Regions from separate parts of the Hordeum vulgare genome. Here region 1 is linked to region 2. A link is a contact called in public Hi-C data. All regions are on one chromosome and are shown on one strand. Each heading gives the region's core, a stretch centred on a gene start, on an enhancer-like site or on the middle of the called end of the contact. The rest is flanking DNA. Distances are from core to core; before and after follow the strand shown. Region 1 holds the start of LOC123410214. Region 2 holds the start of LOC123409943 (beta-glucuronosyltransferase GlcAT14A-like).

The links. A called contact is a pair of places that touch in the nucleus more often than the background predicts.
Region 1: a contact with region 2 is called in a Hi-C map of seedling, with 2.7 times the contacts expected there. The contact joins the promoter of LOC123410214 here to the promoter of LOC123409943 in region 2. A contact is called at or near these places in 1 of 6 Hi-C or Micro-C datasets (seedling) and 1 of 1 datasets of contacts at active chromatin or transcription factors (embryo).

Annotation. Positions count from the first base shown.
Region 1 is chr7H:488,292,995-488,297,462 of MorexV3_pseudomolecules_assembly, reverse strand. It overlaps LOC123410214, which reads right to left and starts at 3,057. Exons shown (of 5, transcript XM_045103120.1): 1 at 2,773-3,057; 2 at 2,448-2,496; 3 at 1,658-1,720; 4 at 1,510-1,574; 5 at 1,103-1,408. The coding sequence starts at 2,889. The coding sequence ends at 1,304.
Region 2 is chr7H:487,918,389-487,922,496 of MorexV3_pseudomolecules_assembly, reverse strand. It overlaps LOC123409943 (beta-glucuronosyltransferase GlcAT14A-like), which reads left to right and starts at 1,895. Exons shown (of 4, transcript XM_045102812.1): 1 at 1,895-3,047; 2 at 3,728-3,803; 3 at 3,872-3,987. The coding sequence starts at 2,438.

The DNA.
Region 1 (4,468 bases), core at 1,808-4,307, 370 kb before region 2:
ATGAAATTGGATGTGACGGCTTTGAAATTTGCAAGAATCAAGGGAAGTATCTTCCTGAATTATTCTTGTTTAATGCATCATGTTATACTTTTTTTCCTTCATAAGTTACTATACAAGTTCTTATCAGGGTTTTTAATGAGGTAATATCAACGTAAGATCATATGTCCTACTTTTTGTTTTCCCGTTTTTAGAAAAGTATATATGATATATTTATTGTCCTCTAAACTCTATGGTTCATACATATTGAGTTAAGGAAGACAACAACTATTATATTTTACAGCATTTTCTCCTTATTTATCCCACTGGGTTTGAAAGAGTTTTGGTAACATATCAAATATTATACTCCTCATATTTTTTTCATAGGATTTTGAAGGAGCTTTTAAGATGAATAGCGTAGATTAGGGAAATTGTTGAGATTTAATTGACCCATATGTTAATTTAAGAGAATCTCCAGTATCCCTAACCGACATGCATGGATCATGTCTCTTCGGACCATCGCGTCTGTTGAATGTATCCCCACAAGGCTATATATAATTATACTCAATCATCAATAAAGACAACGATTCACTTTACATCTTTTATCTTGTCTCTCGTTCTACTTCAAACACCTCCCTCCTCCACCTTAAAATTTATTTCACATGTACTTCAAACACCTCCCTCCTCCACCTTAAAATTTATTCCACATGGAGCTAAGATAGCATCATTATACACACCCTTATCCTCCGTTCCAAAATTATTGTCTTGGTTTACTTCAAAAACACCACAATAATTTTGGAGCAGAGGGAGTAGTTGCTAAATTATGCTACTAATGTGCTAGGTCAAGTTATAATGCCCTGGTGAAAACCTGATGCACGTCTAAATTAGAACTAGACGTGTTGATTGAATCAGACTAAATATAGCGATGAACTATTTACCTGTTGTCCAAATGGACTCACTCACAATATGATTTGCGGACAAGCTGATGAGTTAAACTTCGTGTCCAGTATTCCCAAACAAACAAGAGAAATGATTTTCAGTCCTATTGTGTCAGGCAGGTTTTTTGTATTCTCTACGAAAGCTAGGCGTCAACACAAGGTTGATCATTATACACGGCACAAAAAACTAAAGTATATACCACATAATAAAACGAATATCATGCGAGTGAACCAGCATACCATGAACATAAACTACCACAGGAACAAATCAAATACGAAGAACTCTTTGATTACACAAGTACCTATCTCTTGCTGGCCAAGAGAAGATTTAACACAACCTAGCAGCAAGTACTAAATAAAAGCTACAACAGCCGACTCAAAATAGTTTATTAGGCCTGCTCCTCGCCGTCCTCGGCAGCTGCCACTTCCCTCTCCTCCGCGGCAGCAGCCATCAGCTCATCGAAGTTCTCGGTCTTGCCGAGCACTATTTCAATCTGGTGTAGAAACGGTTTCAAGGATCAGCAAACATTGGCATATGGTGTTCTAAAACACTGCTATCTGGTGTCGTTCATGGGAACCAAGGAAGAAATCTAACCTTAGCCTTCTGCATCGGGCGGCCCCTTGATTCATCGTTGACATCAACAGTTGATGTCATGATCTCTGCAAGCATTTTAATTGATTTGAGTAACTAGAGAGAACGAAATTACAAAGATGGTTTACAAACAAGGAAACATAAGTCTTACTCTTTTCAACAGCAAGGCCATTATTTTTAAGAATTTCAGCAACCGTCACCACAGTGGCGATAGCTGAAAGGATAAACAAGAGATTCATCAGTTCACATTTCACAAGCACCATAACAAAGAATCAATGAGCGGACTGAGTAAAGGAAAGGATACAAATAAACTGTCATTTGTTGGCTTTGACATAAAAGTGCATCAGATGAACAGCCGAACAATGAATTAATTTTGTGATGTTAAATGAATGTAACTTTGACCATATAAATTTCCAAATAGTAGGATTGACAAGATAAGAACACAACGACAGCCAAAGCAACACAGATAAGCTGGTAAAAAAATAACTACGGTGATTCTTAGTTGCATCTGGATAAATAACTGCATATAACAATATGACATCTCAAGTAAGAAATTAAGGCAATCCGACGGTTCAAAACGCATAATCAGTAACACAGCACATGTAAGAGACAACACTATCAAATATTAGTTTCAGAAGTCATTAGAATTGACTGACCCTTCCAAAGGACTTGCAAGAACACTAACCAACCATGAGCTGGGACAATCAGCATGAATGCTGAAAATTAAACTTACGACATGACATCAAAACACCCAATGCATATTTTGGTCATACCTAAAACTAAAACTAAAACAAATCATGATGAGGAATGCTTATATAATCGGCTCTAAGCCAATGAGCGCTTCATTGCAGCAACACAGCAGCCATTACTAATAGCTAGTACCCTAGTACATACAGTACCATACAGTTGGAATAATAATCCTGAAGGGCAGAGGAGCTTACCCATGCCGAGGGCGGAGAGTTCCACCTCGTTATGCATCTGCATGTACCTCTGCAAAATCATCACCACAACAACATTAGCTTCCGATTTCACCAACAAAAACATCACAAAACTAAATCGATGCATCAAAATAAACCGTATCAATCGGCAGAACGCAAATTCCACAACAGAAAGGGGCAAATCTAATCCAAGCGTGTTCTAAAATAAAAATAAAACAAAGCGCAGGAATCAATAGATAAGACGAGATTAGAAGGCACTTTCCGAGGTTATTAGACCAGAACCCGGTGCGGATCAAAGGTCCAAGAAGCGGAGAGAAAAGGGATTCACCTTGGCGAGGTTGACATAGAAGAATAGCGGCTTCTTGGTGTTGGAGACCTGGATCCGGTTCTTCTTGTGCGGCTCCGTCACGGCCAGGTTCTTGACTCCCTCCGTCACCTCCTCCATCTCTCCCCTAGCCCTAAACCTCGAAACCCTAGCTCGCAAGAGAGCCGACGCAAACCCTCCTACGCCGCCGCCGCGCGAGACGAGCGAGCACCAGGCTAGGAAATAACTCGAAGCCTGGGGACTGGAACGCAAGAAAAATAAATATCGGGATTCGGTGGCGAGACGGTGGATCCTGTGGGTCGGTTGGGTTATATTGACGAGAGCGCGGAGTTCGAGGTGGGCTCCACCACCAACTCGGGCTCCGAGTCCTGCGGGCAGCGGCTGCTTCCGAGTAGGCTATTGTCCAGGGGACACCTCCAACGAGCAGCCCTCTTCCCTCTGCACGCCCTTTTTTGGCCCGACCCATGTGTTTTTCCTTTTCTGTTTATGTTTTTTTCTTTCAGAAATATGGAATTTCCAGAAAGTTAAAAAAATTATAAATGTTCAATGATTCAAAAAGGTTCGCATATTCAAATCATGTTCAGCATTTTGAAAAACAATGTTGCGAAATTATAAAAGTTCATGATTTTTAAAATTCTTTGTGCATACAAAAAATGTTTGAGAATTTGAACAAGTGTTCATGAATTAAAAATAGTTTACTAAATTCAAAAATATTATTGAAATACAAAAGAAACTCACCGATTCGAAACATATTGGCTGATTCAAAAACATGTTCATGAATTTGAAAAATGTCCATGCATTGCAAAAAAATTGTAAAAAAATGATGGTGAATTTAAAACATTGTTCACCAATAACAATAATTCTTTGTAGATTCAAAAACTTTTTGCTATTCAATAAATTTTCATGAGTTTCATAAAAAAGTTTGCAATTCTTGAAAATACTCATGAATTTGTATAAAATGTGCACGGATTCGGAAATGTTCATAAATATTTAAAATATTTTTGCAAATCTGAAAATGTTCACACTTTTATAAAAATTCCCTTGATTTATAAAATAATTCATGATTGGAAAAAAGAAAAATAAATGGAATGAAAAGTAAAAATAGAAAATGAACATAAAAAAAAATACTCAGATTGTTTTTGTTTCTTTTTCTTATCCATTTTCTCATTCCTATTTTAATCTTTTTGTTATTTTTTACCTTTTGTTAGTCCCATTTTTTGGTTATGTATTCATGTACACGACCAAGAGCATATTCGATGAGTGTGCCATATAGTACTTTTGGTTGGTCAACTCGTAATTAGGGTGGACACCGTGAACGGTTTTAGTTTTAATGTAACAGCAAAACCTTGAATAAAAATTATATAAACATAATTTTTTGGATTATCGGGTAAAATAACCTGTTTTTGACTAATTTATACTATAATAAATAATGATGATGGCACTAGCAGTACTAATTGTATAGTAAAACATGGGAGTGTGTACCACACATAGAACATGCATATCTCTGAATGCATTAAGTGTTGTAAACACATAAACTAATAATATAGGGATGAATGGATCATACGAATTAGTTGGAAAGGTCAAAATCGAGGCATTGGCAAGAGAGGCTTCAACTACCTTCTTCCCAGCATCGGTCATGTCATTGATGGCGATGGCTGAGAGTTCGGGACGTAGTCAAAGTAGAGAACAAAGACGAGCA
Region 2 (4,108 bases), core at 646-3,145:
CGCTTAGCGATCTACAAGGATATGTAGATGCACCCCCTCTCATAGATGTTCATCTCCATAGATAGATCTTGGGTGATCGTATGATTTTTTTTGTTCTCCATGCAACGTTCCCCAACAGTTGTCACCCATGTCGTCGAAGAGGTTGTCGACGTCGTGGAAGAAATCATCGTTGGGGAAGTAGTTGTCAGTGTTCGTGGCGTCCATGATGAAGAGGTCAGTAGCCGCGCAAAGTGCTCCCCAAAAACATTATCACCCTTCTCCCGTACATGATTCAATGAGGTGGATTTCGAAGGCCTATTGTCCCATACTGCGGTGCATACCGCAATCCGGAATGGGAAAGAACCTAGCAGTAGGTCAGAGCTTTGTAACTAGATGGCCTGAGGAAGCTGTTGGTCTTGTGTTTCTTATGGAGAGGAGCGACCTCTCTTATAGAATAGGTTGTGACAAAAGACAGAGCGAAAAGATGAGAGATGAAGCAAACAACTAGGAGCTGAAAGGTGCAACATTCGTATTCAACCCCTACTACAACAAAAACTTTTCACCTTCCGTGCAACCTTTCACATATCAGTCATGCATGGCAAAAATTTAGACGGCTCGGCTCATTCCAACAACCCTCGGCGTGACGAGGCGGATGACGGAGGAGGAACGCGCGTATATGTTTTTATTGTTCTCATGTTCATACATGTGGAGAGACAACCTTCCTTATAAAGAATTCCAACTCCTAATAAATTCACAGTATGGAACTAAACTTTTGTTTCACCTCTTGCCTTGCATGAATAGGTTGAGTGAGTCTTTATGATTTATTAGGAATTGTGAAAATGTTATTGGGTTAATCTATATATAGATCAAATTCCAACATAATAAAATAACAACTCCCAAATAATCTACAATAGCTGCCAAAGTATAATACTGGTATTAAATAATGTCGTTCTACTATATGTTTTTTCTTTTTCTCTATGTTTGGTTATAATACCTGTATTAAATTATGTCATTATATTACATGCTTATTTTTTTGGCTATGTTTGATTATAATACCAGTATTAATTACGTCGTTATATTGCATGCTTACTATTTTTGTCTAGGTTTGGTCTAAAATAACTGTCCTCGAAGGATAGAGTAACAACAAACCAACCCATGATTGAATAATTAGAGAAACGATGATCGTATTATTTTTGAATTTATTTTAAGGTTATCGTAGATGCGCATTCAGTAAGAAAAGACGTTTCTGTCGACAATAAAACGCCGACGGTAACTCTATAAATCTCAAGATGACATATTGGTCCAGTTTCTTGAAGATGCTCATAGGATAAGGAATGCCTATATGTGTTCGTAAGGATAAGCGTATGTGCATTTATATGAGCGCTTGCATCTGTTTGTGTGTAAAAAAACAACAACAACACCCAATTACTACCACCATTAAATTGTACTCCACTTGACGTCGGTGTTTCGATTAGAGCAAGTACAATAGTATAGCCAGCTGCTGGCTATAAGCCATTGCCATGTCATCTATAGCTCACCTTGTAGCCAACATGTATAATAGTTCATTGCAAAAGTGTAGTAGTTCTTTATTATATGGTCCACTTTTCATACTCATAAAATGCTTAGGAGCACGTGCTAGAGCTGACTCTGAGCTAAGAGCCTGCTTACCTTCTCTCTTCTCTTCTCATTCCTCTAACTAAACAAAAATATATTAGTTTATTCCTTATAGTCAGCCGACTCAGCTCTATTGTACTTGCTCTTATTCACATACTTATCCTCACGACCACCTTTGGAGTTGGAGAAAAAAGTGTAAATGCACTCTGACTGTAGTACTCGTATACAGTAGTATTTTATTTAATAATACTCCTATATAAGCTGGCCTAAGGATGGAGTGCAAACAAATCGAACATCGAAAGTTCATCCCAGATGAGAGGCATCTCCCCTCCCCGATTCGGCACCGAAATTCCAAACCCAGCTCCTCACTCCACTTCCTCCATCGGGCGGTGCGCATTGGCCAACCCGACTCGACTCGACTCAGCTCAGCTCGTCCGTCAGCAGGGACGCACGCACCAACCGGAGGGTTGCACGGTTTCCCCCGTAGATTTTGCGCTTAATTCCGCGCGACCTGCCTCCGCCCTCCTCGTCTCGTGACCCGCCAGCGCCCCGTCCACCCCTGCCCCTGCCCCTGGAGAGAGGGAAGAGAGAGAGGAGGGAGCGAGCGAGCGGTAGTCTCACCACCACCAGCACCACCCCACCCCACCCCACCCCCCACGACACGCCACAACACCAACACCAACCGTCGCCGGCCACATTTAATCCCGCACCACCGCCGCCGCGCGCCCCGGCGACTGATCCCCCACGGACGGAGCGCGATCCCGCCGGACGCCAGGCCGGAGGAGGAGAGAGATATCTATAAACATAGATTGACCGAGAGAGACAAGGGGGCGGCGAGGGTGCGATGATGGAGACCAAGCCGCCGTCGCCGGGGAGCGGGGGCGCATCGGCGGGGCCGCTGCACCACCACAGGCGGTGGGCGGCGCCGCTGCTCGCATCCGTGCTGCTCTCGTCGCTCCTCATCTCGGCCTCCCTCTTCTTCTCCTCGTCCCGGGCGCTGCTCCTCTCCTTCTCCCCGCTCCCGTCCGCGGCCTCCGCGGAACCGCTCTTCGTCGAGGCCAAGCTGCGGCAGCAGGAGCAGGAGGCGCACGCCCGCCCGCACCGCGCCGTGCCCAGGATCGCCTACCTCGTGTCCGGCTCCGCCGGGGACGGGGTCGCGCTGCGCCGGACGCTCAGGGCGCTCTACCACCCGGCCAACCGCTACGTCGTGCACCTCGACCTCGAGGCGCCCGCCGCCGAGCGCGCCGACCTGGCCGCCGCCGTGCGCGCCGACCCCGTCTACTCCCGCTTCCGCAACGTCAAGGTCGTCACGCGCGCCAACCTCGTCACCTACCGGGGCCCGACCATGGTGGCCAACACGCTGCACGCCGCCGCCATCCTCCTGCGCGACGGCGGCGATTGGGACTGGTTCATCAACCTCTCCGCCTCCGACTACCCCCTCGTCTCGCAGGACGGTAAGCGCGGGCAGATGCGATCTGCAACCCCCACCTCAATTCTGCGATTGGATCGCACTAACACACCACCTCCGATCCGAATTTCGCGATCTCTGCTCGCCCTCGTGCCGATTTCGGCGAGATCAAACCCACGTCGCGCTCACTGGAGGCTACCGGGGCTCCAATTTTCAAACTGGACGCCCGTGGTTATGTCGAACAGCAGTTCGGGGGAAAAAGACGCGATTTTTATACGCTTATTAATTGAAGTGCCATGTCTAGGTTAATTTATGCACAGTTGCTTCCACTGGTTTGGGGATTTGGTTAGATTTGATCACTTATGTCCGTTCTAGGTGGTATATGGGGGAAGCCACCACATCTTTGGGCGTTTCTTTCTTTATATGGATATATGGATGCTTCTGCTGGTCTCTTCTCCTGAACCCAATCCTGCTTCACCTTTCCCGTGTCGATCTACTCCTGTATTGGCTTGTTCTGGATTGTTCATGGGAATAAAGTGGGTCGTTCCAAATCCGATATCTGCCCTGTGCTCATCTTCCTTTCTGCTGCGGTGCCAACTTTGTTGCCATGCCTATGATCCCACTTGGATTTAATTAGTAGGATTTGTCTCTGAGGAATAAGGGACTGATGTAGGATTAACATAGCACAGCTCTCTGTTTATCTGACTTCTCTTGCATTATTTGCAGATCTGTTGTATGTGCTCTCTGGCCTGCCAAGGGAGCTTAACTTCATCGAGCATACCAGTGACATCGGATGGAAGGAGTAAGCATGGAATTTTGCTGTTATTTGTTCACATACAAGTTGTGCGGTGGCTAAATGTCTCTGTGTAGGTACCAGAGGGCAAAGCCTGTGATCGTCGACCCAGGCCTATATAGCCTGCAGAAGTCTGATGTTTTCTGGATTACAGAGAAAAGAAGTGTGCCGACCGCGTTCAAGCTCTTCACTGGTAAATGTTTCCTCCCTGATGGCTAATGCAATATATCAGCTATGTTGTTCATGTCCTTCGTTTTTCCGCACTTGAGTTGCTGATAATTACCGTGCATTTACATTCTAGTGTTATTTATCAT